Regions from separate parts of the Macaca mulatta genome. Here region 1 is linked to region 2. The links are chromatin contacts, called in public Hi-C maps. All regions are on one chromosome and are shown on one strand. Each heading gives the region's core, a stretch centred on a gene start, on an enhancer-like site or on the middle of the called end of the contact. The rest is flanking DNA. Distances are from core to core; before and after follow the strand shown. Region 1 holds the start of GDF5 (growth differentiation factor 5). Region 2 overlaps UQCC1 (ubiquinol-cytochrome c reductase complex assembly factor 1).

Region 1 (5,359 bases), core at 1,716-4,215, 140 kb after region 2:
AGATGGGGAGTGACTTGACTAAGGTCACACAGCAACTTAATGTCAAAGCTGGTCCACACTGACCTACAGCCCAATTTTCCTGGCTTCCCAGTGCAAGGATTTTGTTGCCTATGTGTCTTACTCTCCTGAGTGTGTGCGTGTGTTACAGTTGTATGTGTGTGTGTGATTGGGTTCATGTGTGAATATGAAAGAGTATACGTTAATGTTGGGTTCATGTGTGAATATGAAAGAGTATACGTTAATGATGCATTATATGTATAAATGATTGGGCTTGTGTACTATTTGAAGAGCACATATATGTATGTATGTGCATAATCGATCTTGTGTACACGTGTATGTAAGAAGGTGTGTGTGCACATGCGTACGTGTGTGATTCGGCATGCGTGTACATGTGTGATTCGGCATGTGTGTACATGTGTGGTTCAGCATGTGTGTACGTGTGTGAGTCAGCATGCGTGTACATGTGTGATTCAGCACGTCTGTATAAACATAAGGCTATGTATGCTTATGTGAGAAGCTCAGTAGTATCTCTGAATCAGCATGCCCTCCTTCCTGAATACCAATTTGCCATTGGGGAGCTTTCATATATTGCTCTAGAAGGTGACTAATTAGGCCTTTAAACTCCCCATCTCCCCCTCTCGAAGCTCCCTTAGTGCTGGGGGGCACAAGGACTTATTTTATGAGCCCCCAAGGGGTCACAGCTTTCCCTGGCTGGGCAGGCAGCCAGACCACCTCCCCCACCTCAGCCAGACCTGCTGCCTCTGTGCCTCTCCCACCCCCCCACCCCCCGCCCCGGCAGCCCCCTCCAGGCCAGCTCTAATGAGAAACCTCTCCCACCCTCTGACCCCTCCCCCACCCTGCCAGCCTAGGACCAGAGCAAATGAGCTGCAGGCAACTTGAGCGACCAACAGCCCACCTCCCTCTTCACACTAGGAAGAAACTGAGGCCCTCAGAGCGGGAGGGACTTGCTTAGATCACACAGCAAGTGGAGAGGAAAAGCTGCAACAGTAACACTAGGTGGGCAGAGAGAGACAGAGGGGAGCAGAGAGAGACAGAGGGGAGCAGAGAGAGACAGAGGGGAGCAGAGAGAGACAGAGGGGAGCAGAGAGAGACAGAGGGGAGCAGAGAGAGACAGAGGGGAGCAGAGAGAGACAGAGTGGAGCAGAGAGAGACAGAGGGGAGCAGAGAGAGACAGAGGGGAGCAGAGAGAGACAGAGGGGAGCAGAGAGAGACAGAGGGGAGCAGGTAGTCTCCCGAGTTAATGTAAGGAGAATGAGGCGTGTTCAGGACAGGACCTAAAGTTTTCATGTCGGAAGCGCTCTCAGAAACCACCCTGTCCAACCCCATATAGGTGTACAGATGGGAAAACAGAGACCCCAAGTGAGAAGGGGCTTTCCCAAGGTCACACTGCGAGTTAGACCCTAGGTCTGCTCCCTCCCCATATATTCGAACATCATTCCATGACTCCAAGATGCCCCATTTACTGTGAGCACCTCTCTTGCCTCCTCTATCCCCTTGCCTGAGGGCAAAGTTGCAGAACCACGGGGACCTCAAGATTCATTTCTTTCTCTGCCATCTGAGACCACCTACAAACCCCTGGAGCGTGGAAAGTTCGGCCAGCCCAGCAGGGACAGATGCACAGCTGGGGAATCAAGTCTTGGAATCCGGTCTCCAACTCTGCCACCAACTGGCAGGTGTTGTCTCCTCTCTAGGCTTTAGTGCCCGCCCTGCACCTTGCAGGCGTTGAACCTGGTGATTCCTAGGTGCCCTCCAGCCCTGATGTGTGGGCAGCTCGGGATCTGCTATGTGTGAGATATGTGTGAGCGTCCCCATACACCCACCCCGGGCCAGATGCACACAGTGTCTCCCACCAGGGCAGTGCCAGGGCTTTGAAAGCCCCTCCATTCATGCAGATGCCCCTCCCTCTGAGCCGTGCCCCTGCCACCCCGCCCCTCACCTTGCCCTTTGTCAATAAAGCTGGTGATGGTGTTGGCCAGGCCAGCCTCCAACTTCACGCTGCTGTTGCCTCCCTTTCTGTCAGCATCGGACAGCGTCCTGTACAGCGAGAGCATGTACTCGTGGGGTGTGATGGGGGGCGGGCGGAACGGCTCCTTGGGCTCTCGCGGGGACCCGGGCTCCCTGGCCTTCTTCAGCAGGAAGGAGCTGGGGACAGATCCTGCTTTTGGGGGTACCTTGCCCCCGGGAAGCTGTCCTTTTGGGGTCACAGTCCGGGCTGTAGCCTGCCTTGTTTGGGGAGGGTGTCCTGGCTTGGGTTCAGGGCCACCCGGTCTGGGGGGCAGCTTTTTGGGTTCATCCTTTTTGGGCTGTGTCAGGCCTCCTGTGTGCCCGGTGCCTCCCTTTGCCCTGGCATTGGCGGCCCCCCCACCATAGCTGTGACCCCCTGGCCTGAAGACGTTCCGGGCCAGGGGGGGCCTCTCCTTGGCCTCTGCTTTGGCCAATCCTGGCCTGGTCCCCTGGGCTTTCTGGCCCCAGTCAGGGGCACCCAACACAGTGCAGATGAATTCCAGGTCCAGCCAAGCCAGGTACCAAAGCAAGAAAGTGAGGAGTTTGGGGAGTCTCATCCTCTGGCCAGCCGCTGAATGACACCAAAGAGAACAGCGGCAGCAGCGAAGGTGCCTCTGGTTTGGCAGGAAAAACCATGAAAGGAGTGGACTTTCAAAAGCAGCGGCAGCAGCAGTAGCAGCAGAAGGAAAGGCTTTCTCCTCAGTCTGAGACTCTTGAAGTCTGCCGGGTGTGTGTTTGTATCCAGTCCCATAGTGGAAATGCTCTCGTATCCAGACGTGCACCGTCTCCAGTCAGCAGCTGAAAATAACTTGTTCTTGAAAGGAGAAAGCCGACCGCCCCCTTTCTCCTGCACAACTGACTGAGGGCTTGAAGGAGGCTTGTATAAGGCTGAGGGATTTTTCCAAGAAGGAAGAATGGCGTAATGCTGCCTGTGTGCTCCAGTTTTTTTTTCCCCCTAGTTTTGAATCCTTTCCAGTGAAAATACTTCACACACACACACACACACACACACACACACACACAGGCCTGCAGGTGCTCAGAAAAATCTTTTACAAACCTGAACTCAGGAATTGGAAACGGAATTCCAACCCAAACCAATTTAATTACTCTCTGATGTCATGCTGTCTAAACTCATTTAAGTGCGATATATTTATGTGAAAAAAATCACCGCTGCCCTTTCGAGGCCATGGCTCACGGGGGCTCTTGGCACAGAGCCCCGCAGCGGGACTCTAGGCTTAGGGGGCCTCCCCCTCCATGGAGCAGACTCAGGGGTCTTCACCTCCACCTCATGGAGCAGCCCACCCCACCTTCCCAAGGAGAGATGCTGAAGAATGAGCTCAAAGATCTTAAGCCCCAGAAGCATGGGGAGTGTGGGTTTGTAGTTAAGTCCTTAGAGTGTTTTTAAAGCAGTTTCAACTCCTGCATCTAGCCTGGGACCTGATTTGTTGTATGTGTGTGTTTATGTGTGTCTGTGTGTGTGTGCCTCTGTGTGTGTGTGTGTGTGTGTGTGTGTGTGTGTGTGTGTGTGTGTATTGGGAGTAGGGACAGCACAGATGGCAGCATTTACCCACATTTTCTTTTATTTTAATAAACTTGTGGTGACCCAGAGACTGAAAAATATCTGTGCCCACTACACCCCCTCCCTACCACCAAATGCCATTGACTGAGTGCATATTCTTCAGGCTTGGGGGCACTGCCGCCCTAAAGTCCACTCCTTGGATGGCGGCAGGTCCAGGGTGTACCCCACCTCCACCCCGGCAAAGACGTCCTCCGAGTTTTCTTAGAAGAGACTGGCTGAGTCTGGGGCAGCAGCGGCCCCTACAGGAGGCTGGAAAAGCCATTTCCCACATGATGCTTTTCTTTTTTCTTTTTTCTTTTTTTCTACGGAGTCTCGCTGTGTAGCCCAGGCTGGAGTGCAGTGGCGCGATCTCGGCTCCCTGCAAGCTCCGCCTCCCAGGTTCACGCCGTTCTCCCGACTCAGCCTCCCGAGTAGCTGGGACTACAGGCCCCCGCTACCACGCCCGGCTGATTTTTTATGTTTGTAGCACAGACGGGGTTTCACCGTGTTAGCCAGGATGGTCTCCATCTCCTGACATCGTGATCCACCTGCCTCGGTCTCCTAGAGCGCTGAGATTATAGGCGTGAGCCACTGCGCCCGGCACAATTTCCCACATGATGCTTTTCTGGTAAGTCTGGAAGTTCTGAATTCCAGCTGAACTCGAGTATTCTAAATGAAAACCCATTGAAGTATGGAAGCTCCCTTCCTCTGGGGGACCTGTGCGATAGAGCCCCTGGGCAACTTACCCCAGGGTCAGCGGGGAAAGCTGTTCACTTCACCTGAAATCTCCTCCTCTCTCTCTCCCACAACTGGAGGAAACACTCCACATCCTGAGAAGTTTAGCTGAAAATTCACCTCCTTCGGGAAGTCTTTCCTGGTCCCCAGACAGGGCCAATTACCCCTTCTGTACATTTCACTGCAACAACACTTGTTATGCTGTAAGAAGGACGGCCGGGGAGAAGCAATAGTCAGCTAGGCTTTTCTTTTTTTTTTTTTTTTTTTTTGAGACAGAGTCTCGCGGTGTCACCTAGGCTGGAGTGCAGTGGCATGATCTTGGCTCACTGTAACCTCTGCCTCCTGAGTTCAAATGATTCTCCTGCCTCAGCCTCCCGGGTAGTGGGACTACAGGTGCACACCACCATGCCTATCTATTTTTTGTATTTTTAGTAGAGACGGAGTTTCACCATGTTGGCCAGGCTGGTCTCAAACTCCTGAGCTCAAGTGATCCACCCACCTTGGCCTCTCAAAGTGCTGGAATTACAGGTATCTGTAATAAAATACAAAAAATTAGCCGGGTGTGGAGGCAAAGGTGTGCAGTGAGCCAAGATCGCACCACTGTGCTCCAGCCTAGGTGACAGAGCTAGAGTCCATCACACACACAAAAAATAAGTAGGTAAATAAATAATATTAATAAAAATTTAAAAATTGAAATAATGGATTTGTTACCCCTGAACCAGTCCTCTCTGGCATCCCTCCCTTCACTCCCTCCATCATTGCCCTGTCCTCCTCACTGCTTGTCCCGCTATGATTCTCCCCTATAACTGGCTTCTAGGCCTCCAAGCTCTCTCTGGTTTAACCCTCCCTCTACTAAAAGCTACCCATCAAACAAGTGCCAACTCACGTGCCACCTCCTCCATGAAGCCTTCTTGCATCCTCCAGAAAATGCACACTCCCCCTGAGCTGCCATCGCACATTTTCTGTGCTCTTTTACATTTTTTGGCAGCTGAAAGTTTATTCAGTCTCTGCCTCTGCCCCCTATGCCAACACAATTTGTTT
Region 2 (5,222 bases), core at 76-2,575:
GACACATGAAAAGATTCATATATGCAGTGCTAGTCACTCACACTTTAAGCATATGTATGCCTCTGTTGTCCTCTAGTGGGCCCCTGGTCAGTAGGCCCTAGTATCACCCCTCTAGGACAGCAGGGGCAGACAGCTCTGCCATTAAAATGGTCATCACCCAGAGAAGCCACTGCTGCAAGGCCAGGAGGCTTCATCTTAGGCTTTAGGTCATTCCTCCTTCCAAGAATCCACCATTCCGGTTGCTTCTGCTTCCAGCTGCTGACGCTTGAACTCAACCCCAGCCTCTCGCACGCGCCTCAGCTCTGGATTCCCACCTGCTCTGCCATGTCTTCCCTAAAGCCCACTCCTTACAGTGACTCCATTTCTGTCCCCAGTGCCACCACTCTGCCCACCTCCTGGGTTGAAAATCTCAACAAGACCTGTGGTTGGCTCTTGGGCCATCGGCCACACCAAGCAGTCTGCTCAAGGTCCAGCTCCTGCTCTTCCTTTCCCGGCCTTCAGCACTCTGCCCTCTCTGTATCACATTATGGGCTGGCTTACTCCCGGGTTAGCCATGTGCCTGGGCTTCCTCACCAAACCATGAGCTGGCCCCTCGAGGGCAGGACTGGGTCTTATTAATCGTTGCTTTCCCAAGAGTGCCTGGAGCAGCAGGTGCTCAAAAGGTTTTGCCGACATAACTGGGTCCCCACCAAAGCTCCCTGCTTTCCCAAGAGCCCCTTCGCTGTTTTTCCACTGCCTCTCACTGGGGCCACGTGGGACCTCTTGTAGGGACAATGGTTGTGGCAGCCCCTTCCTAGAGGGCCCTCAGAGAAGTCCCAGGTGTGTCCTGTTGTGGCTTCTGGCACAAGCCCACCATGGCAGATGGAAATACTGGGCAGGTCTCAGAAAACACAGCATCTGCTTTGCGAATTGCTACTCCTGTCTGAGGGTGAGGCCAGTCAACAGGTAGTATGAGAATTCTCCGTGGGTGGGGCCCTCTGGCCATGCCATGCCTTCTCCCTGGCTCTGGCAGATTTGAAGAGTGGTCAAACAGGAGTCCTGGCTCCTGGGATTCTCTACCCTGTGGGTCTGCAGAGCCCCAGTATGTGGTTTTTCCAGCAGTTTACAAGCTAGTCCTATGGGCCCTGTCTTCTCAAGAGCTGAGCTCCAGCCTTGCCTTTCCTGGTTGTTGGAGGCTTGAAGACCATGGATACAAGTGAACAAGAGAGTAACTGTGGGGTGACACCCCTTCAGCTCCAGGGGCCAGGTCATGAAGCAAAGGTGTGACTCATGGCACAGCCTGAGTTGTCTGAGGCAGCTGAGGCCTCAGTGGCCACATGAATCACGCAGCTTGGGGCCCTAGGGCAGCTGTGCAGGCTGACTCACTGGGAGGCCCTGGAAGAGCCTCTATGTCCTCTTCCCTGCCAGTCAGCTCAGTCATCTATCAAGTATGAGTCTCCCATCAATACAAGATCTGAGGGCAGGGAGGTCAAGGAATTAATTCCCTGGGCTTGAGAAGAGCTATGTGGGTAAGCAGCCCCCACTGCAGAGCTTTCTCCTAGAAGCTTTGATGTTGGGGAGCCCAGGGGAGCCAGAGGGGTGAGAAACTGAAGTGGGGGGACCCTGCTTGACCATGGAGAGCATCTAGCAGGAAGAGGCTGTCTGTGAAATGCTGCCTGCTGCCCAGTCCTGCTGGAAATCAGGAGCAGGAAACAAATCCAAGTGGGTAGAGAAGGGGTCCACAGTGGGCGGCTGCCCGTGCTCATATCTGCCAGGACTCTGTGGGCCCAGCTGCTAGCATAGCACCAGGCGCATAGTAGGAAATGAGGTGCACAGTGAATGAATGACTCAAAGTTCCTGAGGGCAGGAGACTACTTGATGCCTCTTTCTCTCTCTTTCTTCCCATTTCCCGCTCCCTGGCCCGGTTCATGGTTGGACATACAGAAGGCGCTCCTTCTTCAGCGTCCAGCTGATGTGATCTGGTCAGAATTCTCTCAGACTGCTCCTTGGTAACTCAACCTCTCATGATCCCCTGAAAGCCCAAGAGGAGGGCCCACTGTTGCCAGGAATTGGGAGGGGAGGGAAAGGGTCGCTCACCTGTTTCCTCACATACTCTACCAGCAATTCAAGATGTCGAGGGTCTTCACATTTCCCGTTGAAGAAGGTTCTCCAGAGGGCAGCGGCCAGCCCATGATCATCTGAAAGGATCCCCTGGAACATACAGCACAGCAATGGTCTCCGGAGCGATCCACAGAGCCAGGACACAGACGCTAGGGATACTGTAAACATGCTAGCAACCATGGAACCGGCTCAGAAGGACCCTCCACACATGAGGAAAATGGGGTAGTCACACAGTAGAGGTGGAAGGGGTCTTACAAGGGCATCTGGCCCAGTCCCTTCATTTTATTACATACAGAGGGAGAACAGGGGGTCCAGAGGGGCCAAGCTACTAGTTAGGTGATGCAGAGTGGGGACTCAGGCACAGCTCCCTCTACTCCGTACTGCGCCTGGCCCAGGCAACGCTTGAGAGGCCAAGAAGAGAAACAGTAGCAGCAATGCTCCCCTTGCTGTCCACAGGGCACGGGCTGGGAATATTGTGAATGTATGTTTCTCCCAGGAATGGAGGTGGGCATGGACTGTGCCTTCTTGCTTGGTCCAAGGACATATCTCTGCAAGGCAACTGGCTCTTTGGGGAAGGGAGCCAGCTACCTTGTCTTCACTGTTACCCAACTCTGGGCCCAGCCTCTCCCTAAGTAGAGGAACAGGATGTTCAGCAGGATTGCTGGGGCCACAGAGGGCCAGGCTCAGAGTCTGCATGTGTGTGTGTGCCTAACACTGCCTCTTTTGGCACAGAGGAGACTTCTGTTGGGAAGCTCAAAGATTACAGAGCAAAATGAGAGCCCCAGCCACCAGCTAAGGACATTTTCTAGCTTGGACCTCTAGAGGAGGGAGGGTTGAGAGTCTTGCTTCCTGGGGTGAAGGTGACTGATGGAGCAGGCCCTGAGAAGTTGCTCTGTCCAGGTGTCAAGGTAGTGTGTAGAATCGATGTGCTGACTTGAAGTCAGAAGGCAGATCAAGCCCTAGTTCCACCTCTGCCAAGATCAGTGATGGTGGCAGTTGACTAAACCAAAGTCTCAATCTTGTACTTCTTAAAAACAGATGAAGTTACCTGCTCTACTTACAGCATTCTTGAACTACTTGTTAAGTGTAATCTGTTGGATACAAAGATTAGGAGTATGCTTTGGCAGACAGCTGGGATATAGTCAAAACAGTGGGGTCTGGGAGCCAGAGCACAGAGTTCAAATGCCAGCTCTGTCATTTGATGGCCGTGTGGCCTTTGAGAAGCTATTAGCCATTCCTGAGCCTCAGTTTTTCATGAGTTAAACAAGCCTAATAATACCCATCCCACAGAGCTGTGAGAAGTGAGAGATACTGGCCATGAATGGCTCTGTAAGTGGTAAACATTATGCAAAGACCCAGGATCACTTTATTTGACATTATATTGTGGTCTGTCCTCTTGGGCATTGTGGTATATGAGGTCTGGCTCCAGGCCTGCTGCCAGGAAGTGCCATGTCCAGTATGGGGTGCTGACAGTTTGGTAGAAAAACATTCCACCTGTTCCAAATGCTCTCTGATAAACACTCCTTACAGTTCCACAGCTTAGGACTGTCCTGGCACGATGGCTGAGTCAGGAAAACTGGCTTCTTTTGGCAGATGGGGAAAGGAGCAGAGGACAAGCTCAGGCACATCACCCTTCTGCAAACGATTTGCTAGCACAACAGCATGCCTGTGTCTACTGTGCCTGCGCACGTGCCAGAGCACTGCTGGCAGCAACCCACATGTGCTGTGCAGAAAGGAATGGGATTGGGAGTGGGTGTTATGGGGACCTGGAGAATGGGCAGAGCTCAGGATGGGAAAATAGGCAACTTTAGCAGCGGGTGAGATGGCTGGGAAGGGGCAACTCCATAATCAGGAATTCCTGAGCCATCAGAAAGAAAAGGATGACTCAGGACTCACTAATAGTGAGAACAACCCAACTGTTCCAGACTGTTAGGGTTCCTTCACACACCTGGCTCCTAATGATTATGTATGCCAAGTAGAACAGATATTCGCATTTGCTTTGCTTTGCTTTGTTTTGAGATGGAGTCTCACTCTGTTACCCAGGCTGAAGTGCAGTGGCGTGATCTTGGCTCAATGCAACCTCTGCTTCCCAAGTTCAAGTGATTCTCCTGCCTCAGCCTCCCGAGTGGCTGGGGACTATGGGCATGCGCCACTGCACCCGGCTAATTTTTTGTATTTTTAGTAGAGACGGGGTTTCACCATGTTGGCCAGGGTGGTCTCGAACTCCTGACCTCAAGTGATCTGCCCGCTTCGGCCTCCCAAGTGCTGGGATTACAGGCGTGAGCCACCGCACCTGGCCTGTATCCCCATTTGAAAGATAAGTAAACTGAGGCTTAGAGACTAGCTAACTGATGACTGAACTAGAACTAGCATGCAATGATGAGGTGGGGGATGGTGACTGACCCACTCTAGTCAGAACACAGAACCTGGCATAGAGTGGGAGAGCAATCAGAATGGCTGAATACCCAGCATTTTGGGAGGCCAAGCTGGGTGGATCACTTGAGCCCAGGAGTTCAAGACCAGCTCGGACAACATGGTGAAATTGTTTCCACAAAAAATATAAAAATTAGCCAGGCATGGTGGCCCACGAGTCGACTCGGGAGGGATGAGGCGGGATGATCACCTGGGCCCGGGGAGGTCGAGGATACAGTGAGCTGCGATCACACTGCTGCACTCCAGCCTGGGCAACAGAGTGAGACCCTGTCTCAGAAAAAAAAAAGAATGGCTGAATAAATTAACGAACACAACATCAGCCTTCTTCCCACCACACTGCTAGCGTAAGGCAGTGAAAACAAATGAGAGACTAATCTGAGGGTGCATATTTCAAACTAAGAAAGCAGAAAAGGAAGAAGGGTCCTGGGAACCAAACATGAGGACACACTATAATTTCCACCCAATCTAATCGGGTGCCTACTTGTTTTCCCTCACAACACAACAAAGCATCCTTCAGAAATTAAGACACCTAGGTCTAGAGTAACTGAGAGGAAGCCAAGGGGATTGTTTTGGTTTTGGAGGGTTCTGGTTCTGATTAAGGGTTTAGAGTGGCAGAGTTCCACTCAGTGAAGATTGATTTGACATCACTATGTGCTCAGCATAACGACAGGAACACAAGAGTCACCGCA

The links. Hi-C and Micro-C count contacts between places; a contact is called where the count stands out from the background.
Region 1: a contact with region 2 is called in a Hi-C map of cortical neurons, with 5 times the contacts expected there. The contact joins the promoter of GDF5 here to the enhancer-like site in region 2. A contact is called at or near these places in 5 of 14 Hi-C or Micro-C datasets (CD4 T cells, cortical neurons, fetal cortical plate and 2 more).

The regions. Positions count from the first base shown.
Region 1 is chr10:88,244,503-88,249,861 of T2T-MMU8v2.0, forward strand. GDF5 (growth differentiation factor 5) reads right to left here and starts at 2,966. Exons shown (of 2, transcript XM_001099806.5): 1 at 1,958-2,966. The coding sequence starts at 2,582.
Region 2 is chr10:88,108,781-88,114,002 of T2T-MMU8v2.0, forward strand. UQCC1 (ubiquinol-cytochrome c reductase complex assembly factor 1) reads right to left here. Exons shown (of 10, transcript XM_077951778.1): 9 at 2,077-2,190. Among named protein-coding and RNA genes, the nearest start is that of FAM83C, 21 kb to the left of the region's middle. Within about 2 kb of position 1,326, at least 3 of the 40 cell types and tissues checked have an H3K27ac peak or open chromatin away from gene starts, as enhancers often do.